Regions from separate parts of the Mus musculus genome. Here region 2 is linked to region 1. A link is a contact called in public HiChIP or PLAC-seq data. All regions are on one chromosome and are shown on one strand. Each heading gives the region's core, a stretch centred on a gene start, on an enhancer-like site or on the middle of the called end of the contact. The rest is flanking DNA. Distances are from core to core; before and after follow the strand shown. Region 1 has its middle 16 kb from the start of Tns4. Region 2 holds the start of Ccr7 (chemokine (C-C motif) receptor 7).

Region 1 (6,461 bases), core at 2,506-5,005:
ATCATTTTTTTAAAAACTGAGTAGGCCATCCTAGAATTCCTCCAGAGATCAGGGAGAGGAGAAAGATGAGGAGGGACCCACACTGTGTACTCCCCTCCTGTTCATGAGATATCGCCTGGTTTAATCCTCACAGCCACCATTTAAGGGTGACTCTCTGACACCCCTATTTGATAAATGGTAAGGCTGAGCTCAGCAGGAAGCCTTGACCTAAGCTTGCCAGGCCAGGAAGCAGACGTGAATACAAGAGCCTCCACACTTGCACAGGGAGATAGAACTCAGAAGACAAACACCCCTGACCCTAGTTCACAGTGCCCCTGGCTGTGCACATTGACGAAGATACTGACTAAAGGGCTCAGAGACTGCTCTGAGCACTGCATTCTCCAGGGTGTGGTGAACTACTCCTAATTCTGCAGGATGTGTCTGTGTTTGTATTGCTGAGTCTCCAGGGATGTAAGGTGACCACAGGGAATTCCCTTGGAGGCCTGGTTCCTACAGCTCACTGGAGGACATTCCACATGGAACCATTCATCCATCCTGACGAGACTGGGGAGTTCTGGGGAGGCATCGCCAACATAAAGCCAAAGTATGGACAGACTGTGAAGGTCAGAATGGACCAGGGGACTCCAGGGGCAGCAGAGAATTTAAGAGTAAGGTTCACTCACCAGGATGTTGTGACAGAGGATGCAGGCTCTGCCTCCTGTGGTCCTGCCTTGGTGACATTAAACTTTTACAAGTAAGGAAACAGGGGCTGGTGAGATGGCTTAGTTGGTAAGAGTACCCGACTGCTCTTCAGAAGGTCCAGAGTTCAAATCCTAGCAACCACATGGTGGCTCACAACCATCTGTAACGAGATCTGATGCCCTCTTCTGGAGTGTCTGAAGACAGCTACAGTGTACTTTACATATAATAAATAAATAAATCTTGAAAAAAAAAAAACAAGTAAGGAAACAGAGGCCCAAAGAACCCCCCCCACCATGCAAGTCAAGGTCAGGCTTTTGGCCTTCTGTCACATCTCACAGCCAGTCCAGCTACAAGGAAGTGAGACAACCTATCCAAAAAATGGTGCCTCAGAGATACCAAGGGACTCAGGTCTCTGGATTTTAGTACCCTGGGCTAGACCCAAGAGAACATCTGTTAGCTGTGTTCCTGGGGGAGGTTAAGTTTCTCCCCACCTTCCCCCCTGAGACCACATCCATGGGTCACTACTCCATTCTGTTATCTGAGCCTTATGATCTTTCTATTGTAACCCGGGTGGCTCTGCCCAGTCCGATTTGAAAGCTAGTTTTCCTTAGTCCTTCTAGAGGAGAGTTTGGAGTTGCTGCCATACCCTCTGAACTTCCTCGTGTGCGCCGCTGGGTCACCATGGTCAGTTTGCTTATCTAGACTTAGGAGCCCATGGCTCCTGATGTCCCCAGCAGTCAGGAATTGTGTGTGCTCATTTCTCTTGGGCATCTTTAAACATGGTCCAGGGTGAATGGGTAGACAGCAAAATGTTGTAAATCAGGAAGGGAGAGAATGGCGTCCCCTGAGTGGGCAGCTCAGGCCACTGAGAACCATCCTGGACTGTGTCACTCGAGCAGGTAACCCTGGGGATAAACGATGGGGCCGATTCAGACCTATGCCACCCTGCCACACACCCTCCCCACCTCATACATACCCCATTCTACACGCCCACACCCACACCCCCAATCCCTGCTTCAACCTGCTAGCTGGTCACTGGAAACTCTCCTCCCTCTGACTTGCAATCTAAATGTTACTTCTTACCCTCCCCTAAGGTCTGCTGAGCAGTCCTTAAAGCACATCTCTGAAGCTGGGTGGGGAGCCAGATGCCAGAGAACAGGACAAAATCAGCCCTCTACCCCCAGGGCAGACAGGAAAGGAACCAACAGCTGGAGACCAGACTCTCTGGGTCCCTAGCAACCCTGTTAACACTGACCCCAAGCACAGACAGTCACAGCAGGGAGTGGTGGGCCTGGGCTTCCTGGGTGACACCCTCACACCCCCGTGGGCTCTAATGAGAAAGCACTCTTCTATACTGAATGTTGTCCTGGCCCCCACAGCTAAGCCCTTCAAAGTCACAGACAGCCATCAGTGTGTCAGGGGCATTCAGTGGGGCAGGGGTTGGAGGTCCTACATCCCACCCACAACATACATCATTTATAGGTTACTGACACCAAGGCCTCCACACTCCTGCTGGGCTCCTAGCAGATTCAGGCCCAAAGCCAAGAAGCTTCTGTAACCCTGGAGAGCTTCCACCCGGAAGGGGAGACTCAGACCTTACTCTGGGGTTGGAGCTTAGGGGGTGCGGCGGCTGTTAGGTTTATGCTCCCACAACCTCAGGGTTCCTCTATCCACCCCTCCTCCAGGGAAGGGTGCGGGCCTGTGTGGGAAGGGTGGAGGCTCCGTGAGTAATCAGGTTACAGAGGAATGAACTTGCAAGAACCTGAGTCAGAGGCAGGAAGAGGAGACCAGGTCTGGACGCCCCTCTCACTGGCCCCATCGACCCCTCCAGGAGCAACCCTCAGCTCAGGACTGCCTGAGGCTTTAAAAGGAATGGGTCTTTGCTAGGACGTGGGGGAGCATGCCCTAGGAGTTACAAAGATCCTTAGCATCAAAAATGCTGTAAACACAAGTGGTGGGGGAGACCTTGATGGAGGCTTTCCCAGGGTCCCAGTTTGTACAGCTGCATGTGTCTTCTGCACGTGTTACCTGAACATACCTCGGGACTTTGCCCTTTCAGCCTGTCTGGCTCACCCAGTGGGAGGCAAAGTCCAGCGAAGCTCTCCGGCTCCCTAGGGCAGACACCTGAGGGTGCCCACTGACAACATGATCTCCAGACAAAAATCATGTGCCTAGAACTCCTCCTCCATCACCACCATCCTGCCTCTGCTGCCTCTGAGCAGCTACAACCTTGGATCTCCCTCTTCATTTGACCCTTTGCCCTGTTGTCTGGTAGCCACGCAGGGCCTTTCAAAACACAGGGTCACATCAATGCCTATTCAGATGTTCTGTGGCTTCTCACTGATCTAGGGATAAAGCCAAGTGTCTAGCCTGGTGCTCAAGGGCTAGCCCTAGGCTACCTCCTTAGCCTCATTTCACCATTTGTGATGTAGGTTACACTAAGTGTTCGTTCAGCCCTTAAGAGGCTACCACTTCTCCTACCTACCCCAGGACCTTTGCACGTGCAGTTGCTACCACCTGCACGCTCCTCCATATCCCTCTTTGCAGAGCTAACACCTACTGTCTTCGGGGTTTCTTGTTTGTTGGTTGGTCTGTTTTTGTTAGTCTGGGGGACTCCTCCCTGATATTCCAAAGTCTGAAATGTAACTTTCTCTCCAAGCTCCAAGCTCCATCACAGTCTGAGATTATACACATTCCTGGTTGTTCTGTCTCCATCAAACCTCTATCCCTAACACCCTCCTGCAGGATGTGGATCAAGACCCAGCCCCAGTCCTGACCTCTGCCTGCAGGAGGCTTAGAGCCAGACCCAGGAAGGCCTTGCACCTTTAATCTAGTTAATCATCTCTCTTGTCCCAGAGACACTGAGAGGAAGAGCTAGAGGTGTGGGGGCACAGGGGGGGGAGTGCTGGGAGGGGGGCTGCCTAGAAGGAGTCACCTAGAAAGAGAAAGCCAAGGATCATTTGCTGGAGAGAGAGATAAGATGGTCAGAAAACAGGAAATGGTAAGCTAGAGCTGTTGGCTGGGGCGGGACAGTTGAGAATCAGGGCTTCAGATCAAAGCCACAGGAAATGGTGGTTTTCTCAGAAACGGAAGAACCTGATCAAAGCCACACTTTCCCGTCTGGGTGGGGTAGGCAATTCATTCACCAATGATTCTCTTAATCATTGGTATTTGAAAATATGAGAGAGCTGTTAAACAAGCATTGATTGAGCAGGTCTGGGTGCCGGGCACTGTGTTATGCCCGGAGGGCACAGCAGTTGTGTAAAGAGGATCATCCTCTATGCCTCTGACTTCACAAGCATCAGTGTCTCAACAGGCTTCAAGCCACCATCTGCAGCCCTGGCCATGAGTGACTGCCAGCCTTTGTACCCAGCACAGAAGCCAACAAAGCAGCGGCTCTCAACCTGTGGGTTGCACAGGGGTCGAGCATCAGACATCCTGCATATCAGATATTTACCTTATGATTCATAACAGCAAAGTTACACTTATGAAGTAACAACGGAATCATTTTATGCTTGGGGGGTGGGGTGTGTGTCACCACAACATGAGGATCAGCATTGGGAAGGCTGAGAACCACTGAGCTTCGGAGGTGGCTCAGGAGTTAAGACTATGTCCTGCTCTTAGGAAGGACCTGAGTTTGGTTCCCAGCACTCACTACTACTGTATCTCCACTCCAAGAGATAATGATGCTCTCTCTCTAGCCCTCCACAGGCATCCGCACTTAAATGTGTACAACCCAGCACACACGCGCAAACACACACACAAACACAGACACACAGGCACACACACACACACACAAACACAGACATACACGCACACAATTTAGAATAAGCTTTTTTCAATTTTCTTAATTTTTTTTATGTGTGTATATGTATTTCCCCTGCATATACGTCAGTGTGTCACATAGGTGCTGATGCCCTTGGAGGACAGCAGACGACATCAGATCCCCTAAGGCTGGAGTCATAGATGGTTGTAAGTCACCATGCCGGTGCTGGAGATCAAACTCAGGTCCTCTAGAAGGGCAGCTAGCTAGTGCTCTTAACCGCTGAGCCAAGTCTCTGGCCCTGTGACATTTTTAAAGCTACTATTTCTCAAACACTTTACCCATCACTCCCCCAGCTCCGATACAGCCAAGAAAAATGTTCCCAAACACGGGCAGGCATGGTAGTGTATACTTTTGTTTGTTTGTTTGTTTGTTTTGTTTTGTTTTTCGAGACAGGGTTTCTCTGTGTAGCCCTGGCTGTCCTGGAACTCACTTTGTAGACCAGGCTGGCCTCGAACTCAGAAATCCGCCTGCCTCTGCCTCCCAAGTGCTGGGATTAAAGGCGTGCGCCACCACGTCCAGCTGTGGTGTATACTTTTAATCCAACACTCGTGAGGCCAAGGCAGGCGGATCTCTATGGTCTACAGAGACGAAGTTCTGGTCCGGCTAGGGCTACACAGAGAAACCCTGATTTGGAAAACAAAACAAACAACAATTCCCAAAACACACATCTTGTTGTGTCCTGCCCAGCTTGAAATCCCTCAGGCCTCTCCACTCCTCTGAGCGTTAAGTCCGTGCTTCATGAACACTGGGGTGGATATGCACTCTGCCAGCATGACTTAGGACAAATGGCTTTCTTTCTAAGACTGAGTGCTTTCCTTTATTAGTAGACGTCTTAATCCCAGGTCCATTTCATTTCAACCTCAGTATGACTCCGGCTGGGGATCACAGTGTGCCCCATAATCCAGCTAATTGACAGGTGGGTGGAGAATTGAAGATTCAAAGCCAGTGTAGACAACTTAGCAAGATCCATCTTTTTTTAAAAAAAAATCATTTTTGTAAAGGCCTAAGGCTGTTGCTAAGTGCTTCTCTGGCTCAGCCTGTGGAGCCTGGAGACTGGCAAATCCTATCCCACCCCACTCCTGACCCCCGTATCCCCAGTTGTGGTTCTTCTCTTCTGTCCAAGGTCAAGTTCCTCAAATGGGTCTGTCAGAGACCCGGATTGGCCAGGAGAGTGTGGTCAGTCACAGAGGTGACCACCTAAGATCCCATGACCAGAGTGGCAGGGCTTAGATCAACGCCAAGGTCCGTGGACACTGAAATCCAAATGCCCTTGTCACAAAACAACACATGGGTCCATTCGCTGTCCAGCCACATCCTCCTGTTGTCCCCAGGTGACCTGCTTACATGCCTGTGGTTTGGGGTTTGTTGGAGTTGGTAGCAGTGACTGGAGCCTTGGCACTCTCCCACTGGTGAGTGGGGAGGGAGGGGGGGGGTCTGGGGACAAATTCTCCTTCAAATAAAATGCCAATGGTTTCCTCAGTTGAGGCGTCTGCAGAGTGGAGAACAAACAGTGTGAGATTAAGTTTCTCTGAAATAAGTGAACTCCTCGGGTGAAGGTCTAAGCTGCTCTTGGGGCCTTCTGCCTTCCTTGGCGCCAAGCCGGACTCCCTTCTACCTTCCAGACACAGCAATGAGGCAACCCCAACTCCCAAGGCCATGTCCTCTTCCCCCTGACACCCACTGTGACCTCAAAACTGTCACAAGAGGTTGTGTCTTTTCCTGAAATCAACTGCAACACCCTGACCAGAGAGAACTGGGAAATAGACCCTGGAACCTCCCGGGACAGGTCTACACCAGTCTTGTCTAGTAGCTAGGCAGGATTCAGGGTCAGGTTGCAGAGATCAGGAGACATTGTGAGACAGGCTGTTTCCTGGGGTCCCCAGGTTTCAGTGGCATATTCTACTGGGACAGGTACCAAAATGAACAGAGCAGAAAGGGACAAAGAGGTAGAGTT
Region 2 (6,461 bases), core at 2,608-5,107, 50 kb before region 1:
TTGGTTTTTGATCAATCAAAAAAGAGCCAATGGCCAATGGTTGGGCAGGTAGACTGAAACAAGACCTTTAGATTTGCTCAGGCTGGGAACTGGGAGAGAGGAAGGAGAGAGCATTGTCGTGGTTTGGAGGGAAACAGATCAGAATTAGAGACGCAAAAGGAAAAGCATCCGAAATGTAGGAGAGAAAGAATTCGGGCCCTGGAGGAACAGCTCAGAAGTGTCTTGGGCAGCAAAGACTGGGGTAGGGGCACCCAGAAGGAGCCAGGGCAACAAAGATAAAATATAGAATTAGAGGGCATTAAGCCAGGAGTACCAAAGGGAAATGTGTTCTAGCCACAGGGAAGATTAGAACTGCCCAGCCTTTGAGCTAGTCAAAGCATATTTAAAATTAACTGGTGTGTGTGTGTGTGTGTGTGTGTGTGTGTGTGTGTGTGTGCTTCATTCTTGAATCCAGATAGCTCTTGGGCAGGTGCATGGGTGTGACGAATCGGGAGCACAAAATGATTTAGCTAACTACTGCTACGTAGAGAATCTAAGGAAGTTATTTAAATTAAATAGCACTATAGAGTAGGGTCCTGGTTCCATGGAATTGGTATGTGAGTGACATTACCAGAAATTGACCCTACTGGCCTTTGCCTTGGGACTTCCAGCCTCTAGAACCATGAGGAAACATATTTCTGTTGTGTAAGACATCCAGTCCATGGTATTTTAAGAGTCCAAACAGACTACTCACTCCATGTAAGTTAAGCAAGGCCAAGGATCATGTGTGCTTGTCTTTGGATCAATACTGTCCATCACTATACCTAACACATAAGTGCATGCCAAATATCTGTTTGTTGAATGAATGAATGAATGAATGAATGAATGAATGAATGAATTAGATAATTACTAAAACAAAACATATAGGGTTCTGGGGTATGCAAGATGGTTTAATGGGTAAAGGTGCTTGCTGACAAGCCTGACAACCTGAGTTTGATCCCAGGAGTAGACCTGGTGGGAAGAGGAGACTTACTCCTGCAAGATGTCCTCTGACCTCAACAAGCATGCTGTGCCACATGCCTGCACACAGCTCTTTCTCCCTCTCCCTTCCCCCACCCCCATTCTCTCCTTCCTTCCCTCATGCCTCAACATGAAAGCTCTCGGCTACTGCTCCCATACCTTGTTTGCCTGCCTGCCTCCTGCCATGCCATCATCCACCATGATGGATGTGAACTCATCCTCTGAAACTGTAAGCAAGCCTACAATTAAATGCTTTCTTATATAAGTTACCTTGGTCTTGCCATCTGTTCACAGGAATAAAAAACTAAATACAACAAATTATACATGCCCCCCCCAAAAACCCTTGTAAATGAATATTTATAGCAACAATACTCATGATAACTAAATAGTAGAAACAATCCAAATAGCCAACTAATAGTAGATAAAACAAATGTGGTATATCCACACAATGGAATATTATTCAGCCACAGAAAGGAGTGGAGAGTTGAAACATACTCCATATAGATGAACCTAATTAAAAGAAGATAGATATGAAGGTAACATTGTGTCTATTTATGTGCATTAATCAACAGAAGCAAATCTACAGAAAGAAAGTAGGTCTGCGGCTCAGAGCAGTTATGTGCACAGGTGGAAAGGACATGGGAATCATCGGAAATAATGGCTGAGGAGATCTGACTAAAAATGATTCAAAGTTTACCGTGGCGAATAAACGCCGTGACTATATAAACACCACAGAAATGTCTACTTTAAAAGAGGAAATGTGGGGACGGGAGAGATGGCGCAACAGTTAAGGACACTTGATGCTCTTGCTGAGGATCCAGGCTCAGTTCCCAGCACCCACACATCAGCTCACAAGGCCTGTAACTCCAGTTCCAGAGGATCTGACGCCGTCTTCTGACCTCCACGGGCTGTAGGCACACAGGTGGTACACAGAAAGGCACTCAGGCAAATGCTCATACACATAAAATAAAAATCAATGAATCGTTTTCAAAGGTGAATTTAGATATGAACTATAGCTAACTAGAGCTGTTGTCTTTTAAAAGAAAGGAAGGAAACACAGATGAATTCCTTTCTTTCAACCTTCCATTACCTGTCAGTATAACCTCATGGCCAATTCTCTCCAGAAGCTAGAGGGAAAGTCGTCCGGGAAATGTAGTCCCTGTATGCAGAGCAGAGCAAGGGTATCAAGTGAGTGCCTAAAGGGTTATGTTGTCATGGCAACTGTTTTAACTATTTATTTATCTTATGTATATGAGTACACTGTCACTCTCTTCAGACACACCAGAAGAGGGCATCGGGTCCCATTACAGATGGTTGTGAGCCAACGCGTGGTTGCTGGGGATTGAACTCAGGACCTCTGGAGGAGCAGTCAGTGCTCTTACCCACTGAGCCATCTCTCCAGCCCCCTGTTTTTAACTAGTTAATACAGAAGAAGGGCTAAGTCATTCTGAGCTCTGTGTCGGGTCCTGTCGCTCACTGAATTGTCTACAATCAGTGGCTAGAGATAAAAAAATTTACAGGTGTCTCTCCTGGAAATGGAACATTTAGATATTTGCTCTAGAACTCAATGGCCACCCACAGTCCCCACATGATCTCTATGCTTGTTTTAAACCCACTCCTTGGACTGGGGAGGTGGCTTAGTAGCTAACAGAGAATTGCCCCACAAACACGAGGAACTGAGTCCAAATCCCAGAACCCTCATAAGCAGCTTGGCAGTAGCATGAGCATTCGTCATCCTAGCAGTCCCCCAAGGAGATGGGAAGCAGAGACAAGAGACCACGCACCCAGAAGGCCAGCTCACCTTAGTATAGAATGGGGCACTCAATAAAGACGTGATACCTGCAACAGAATGGAAGTAGGCTGACACCTGACATTGTCTCTGATCTTCACACGTGCAATGGCATAAAATCCCCACATTCACGCATACGATCGCACACATACACGTGTGTACACACACCATACACACCACACAGGCACAACAATTAAAAATGCCAATAAATATATCAATCAGTTTCCCTGTGGGGGAAAATGGGTGTGGTCACAAAGAATAAAAAAAGTAAAATAAAAATAGGCCAGGCATGGTGGCATATGTCTTTAATACCAGCACTCGGGAGGCAGATGCAGGTAGATCTCCATGGGTTCGAGGCTAGCTAGGTCCACAGAACAAGTTCTAGGACAATCATGGCACTGACAAAAATAAAATAAAATAAAATAAAATAAAATAAAATAAAATAAATAAATAAATAAATAAATAAATAAATAAAATCTCTTCTTGGGGAACCAGTTTGGATAATGACTTAGACTTGATGTCCTCTCGGTTAGTAGAGAAAGCCGAGGGGCTCCAGGCACCCTCATATCTAGCATCTAGGTCCTGTGATGTTTAGCTTAAGTACTAAAAATAAACACTCAAACTTTCACTTCGTGGTTGTGTCACTGAAGCCTTGCTGGCCGGACCGTTCAACAGACCTCACCCTGGCTGCGCAGGTGTATGTCGGGGCTGCCTGGCGGCTGCTGGGACAATAGCCACTGATCAAGTTCATACTGAAAGGGAGACTTTTATTCAAAACCAAGAGAAGGATGCAAGTACACCTCTGACTCCCGAGCCTCAGCCTATCTCACCCCACAGCAGCCACCCAGGCGTGCTTGGCACTCACAGATGTAAGCAGCTCCTCCCTGAGTCTCTACAAGGCACTACTACCAGGGGCTTTCTGAAGGCAAACGACTCAGTGATTCAGGATCCTATGACAGCCGAATGTGGTTATCACATACCTTGTGGCCCAGGAAGACTCTGAGGGGTGGGACAGGAGTGGGAGGGGCTCTGGAACAACTTAAAAGGGGCTCTTACCACTTCCTCCCTGCCAGAGAGGGCTAGCTGGAGAGAGACAAGAACCAAAAGCACAGCCTTCCTGTGTGATTTCTACAGCCCCCAGAGCACCATGGACCCAGGTAAGTAAGCTTTCTCTTAAGAGAAGTCAAAACTTCTGACACAAAGCCAGACTCTAGGGCAATGAACATGCATGGGGGATAGGGGTCATGGGGGGGGGGGGGAGTTTCCAGAGCAATCAGGGCAGTTGGTGTGAACTGGTGGCTGCTTTCAGAGAATGCCATCCCGTTGGATGAGGCATTGGAGAGAGGATGTACCTGCTCTTTCAGACCCAGGGGAAGGAACAGCTGTGGATGCCAAGACAGACACAGGCATAAAGTTGGGTCCTCTCAAGCAGCAGGCAATGAACAGCCTGGTAGACTGACCTTGATGCCTGGATAGAACACGTTCTCAGCTGGTAGGGATGGGTGATGTTCTCTGGCACCTCTGGGGACTAAGAAAATTCTCTTTAGAGAGTTCAGGACACCCTGCTCCCACTCTGGGTCCCTCCTTTCTGTCCTGTTAAACCAGGATTTGAATCTCCTTGCTCACGAGAAGAGTGAAACTGATGGAAACTGTGCTGTGCATAGTGCAATACAAATACTAGCTGCCACCTCTGCCTCTTGTTGTCTCTGCCTGTCATCTGTCTGTCTGTCTCTGTCTGTCTTCCTCCCTCCCTTCCTCCCTCCTACACATCCCAGGTTTTGTGCCTCTTGCAGGTTAAAGGGTGAATGACTAACATAAAATTGAGTGGCCCAGGGGGCACTCCACGTAGAGAAACTGTAGCCAGCACAGCACAGCCCCTAAAACAAAGCCCACACACCACAGCCCTCTCTATAACAAGCTATTCTACCAGGCAAGCCTCAGTGTCTACTATAGCAAAGTGCCAAGGGGAGTCCAGCTCCAGACACCCCAGTTACACATCTTAAATCTCGGCTGCAGAGTCAGACTCGGCTGGGGCTGGAGGGGCCAAGTTCCTAGAGTTCCGCTCACCAGCCTCAAAGCCACAAGGGGTTGACTTTAAAAAGTGAAGGTTCCCTGGTGCTGTCCTCACACCCCCTCCAAGCCACACCACAGCCAGCAGCATCTTTATCTGTCTCTCCTGCCCAGCGTGCATTGCACCCTAGATCTAGATCCAGCTGTGGAAGGTATATAGTGGGGTCCACCTCTGCTGGCTATGAACTCATGGGAAGCAGGATTTTGTTCTTACACCTCTGCCTCTCAGATGTTTTGGGTGTAAGTAAAAAGTGTTGATGGGAGGGAGGGAGAGAGGGATGGAGGAATGGATGGATGGATGGATGGATGGATGGATGGATGGATGGATGGATGTGTGGATGGATGGATGGATAGAATCAGCCTCTCTAAGTATATTTTAGAAAGCAAATATCTATTCCAGCTTCTCCTCCCACCTGCCTGCTTTCTAAGCCTACACCTCAGGTATCTACCTCCACCAGCCATAGTCTCAGAGAACCCACACCATCCACCAAAGATCTTCTCCACCTTCCTAAAATGTGGCTCCCAGAATAGGGAAAGGTTCTAAATTTACAGCATTTGCCAATTTCCATGGTGTAAATTTTACCATCCCAATTGACCTTAGTCGGTCCCATTAAAGGTCTAAATGTTTTGACACAAAAAGGAGACAGACACCTGCCTTCCTTGGCACTTGGGACACTATAGAGTCTCTCCTGAACTAGGTTTGGGGATGCTAAATGCATGGCTTTGATACAGGGGGTGGGGCAAACTCTGGTCCTGGAAGAAGAGATAGTCTTGCTTTTTTACTCAACTTAAGAAGCACCCTAATAGCTAACTCTGAAATGCTGGTGTGAGGGGAAACTGCTTAAGAAGTTTTGCTCAAAACAGGCTCCGGCGCCGTTGGAAGGGCGGGTGGGCCACAAACTATCTGTTTTTCACTCTTTGTCTACCTAGTAGGGACAGGAGGTGGGTGAGAAGGCCTAGGTTTCTGTTATACAAAATGAGAAACTACAAACCAGGGCTGAGCTGGCCTCTTTCATGATTTGAATGAGCAGCCCTGATATACCCTTCCTAACTTCAAGACATGGGACCACAGATCTCAGCACAACATCTCAAAATCAGAGAAGGGGAGGGGGTGACAAATGAACCCATAAGAGACTTGTGTCTCACAGCTCAGCTGTAGATGGCAGTAGAAGAGAATTCAGGGTCATTCTCTTGTGGCCCTCCAGAAACCTGGCTGTGGAGAACACTGGAGCCCAGAGTAGCTAGGAAAAAACGCTCCTCTGTGTGGTATTGTCTTCCAGTCATGTGTCACTCATTGAGAACTTCTTGAATACAGAGTCTGGTGGGGAACGTAACATGTATGTCAACACGCAACACCAACAGTGAGAGACACAGCACTCCTGAGGGGGCATAAGGACAAGATTCAAAAGCAAAAAGCAAGGCTGTGAACACGTGTCCAGAAAGCATGGCAATTGTATTTTGAAGGGTGTGTAGAAGTTGTCAAACCTAATAAAGAAGGGCCAGGTTGTAGCCAGATCTTCAGACTCTACAGCCTTAAGCCAACAAAGTAAATGAGGCATCCGAGTGTCAGGAACGTGACTGGCACACAAGCCTGAGGAACCTG

Evidence for each region. HiChIP or PLAC-seq counts read pairs in DNA pulled down with a chosen protein or histone mark.
Region 2: a BATF HiChIP or PLAC-seq map of CD8 T cells shows a contact between it and region 1, with 54 read pairs. The contact joins the promoter of Ccr7 here to the enhancer-like site in region 1. A contact is called at or near these places in 18 of 39 promoter capture datasets (the 3T3-L1 cell line, 3T3-L1-derived adipocytes, the C10 cell line and 12 more), 2 of 15 datasets of contacts at CTCF or cohesin (CD8 T cells and large pre-B cells), 40 of 484 Hi-C or Micro-C datasets (B cells, CD4 T cells, CD8 T cells and 16 more), 8 of 115 datasets of contacts at active chromatin or transcription factors (CD8 T cells, differentiating embryonic stem cells, embryonic stem cells and 2 more) and 3 of 9 other capture datasets (adipose tissue, embryonic stem cells and pancreatic islet).

The regions. Positions count from the first base shown.
Region 1 is chr11:99,102,470-99,108,930 of GRCm38.p6, reverse strand. No RefSeq gene overlaps it. Among named protein-coding and RNA genes, the nearest start is that of Tns4, 16 kb to the right of the region's middle. Within about 2 kb of position 3,755, at least 140 of the 459 cell types and tissues checked have an H3K27ac peak or open chromatin away from gene starts, as enhancers often do. A contact at or near this core is called in CD8 T cells, the G1E-ER4 cell line, the HPC-7 cell line and 10 more, where this site is marked.
Region 2 is chr11:99,152,473-99,158,933 of GRCm38.p6, reverse strand. It overlaps Ccr7 (chemokine (C-C motif) receptor 7), which reads left to right and starts at 3,857. Exons shown (of 3, transcript NM_007719.2): 1 at 3,857-3,945. The coding sequence starts at 3,936.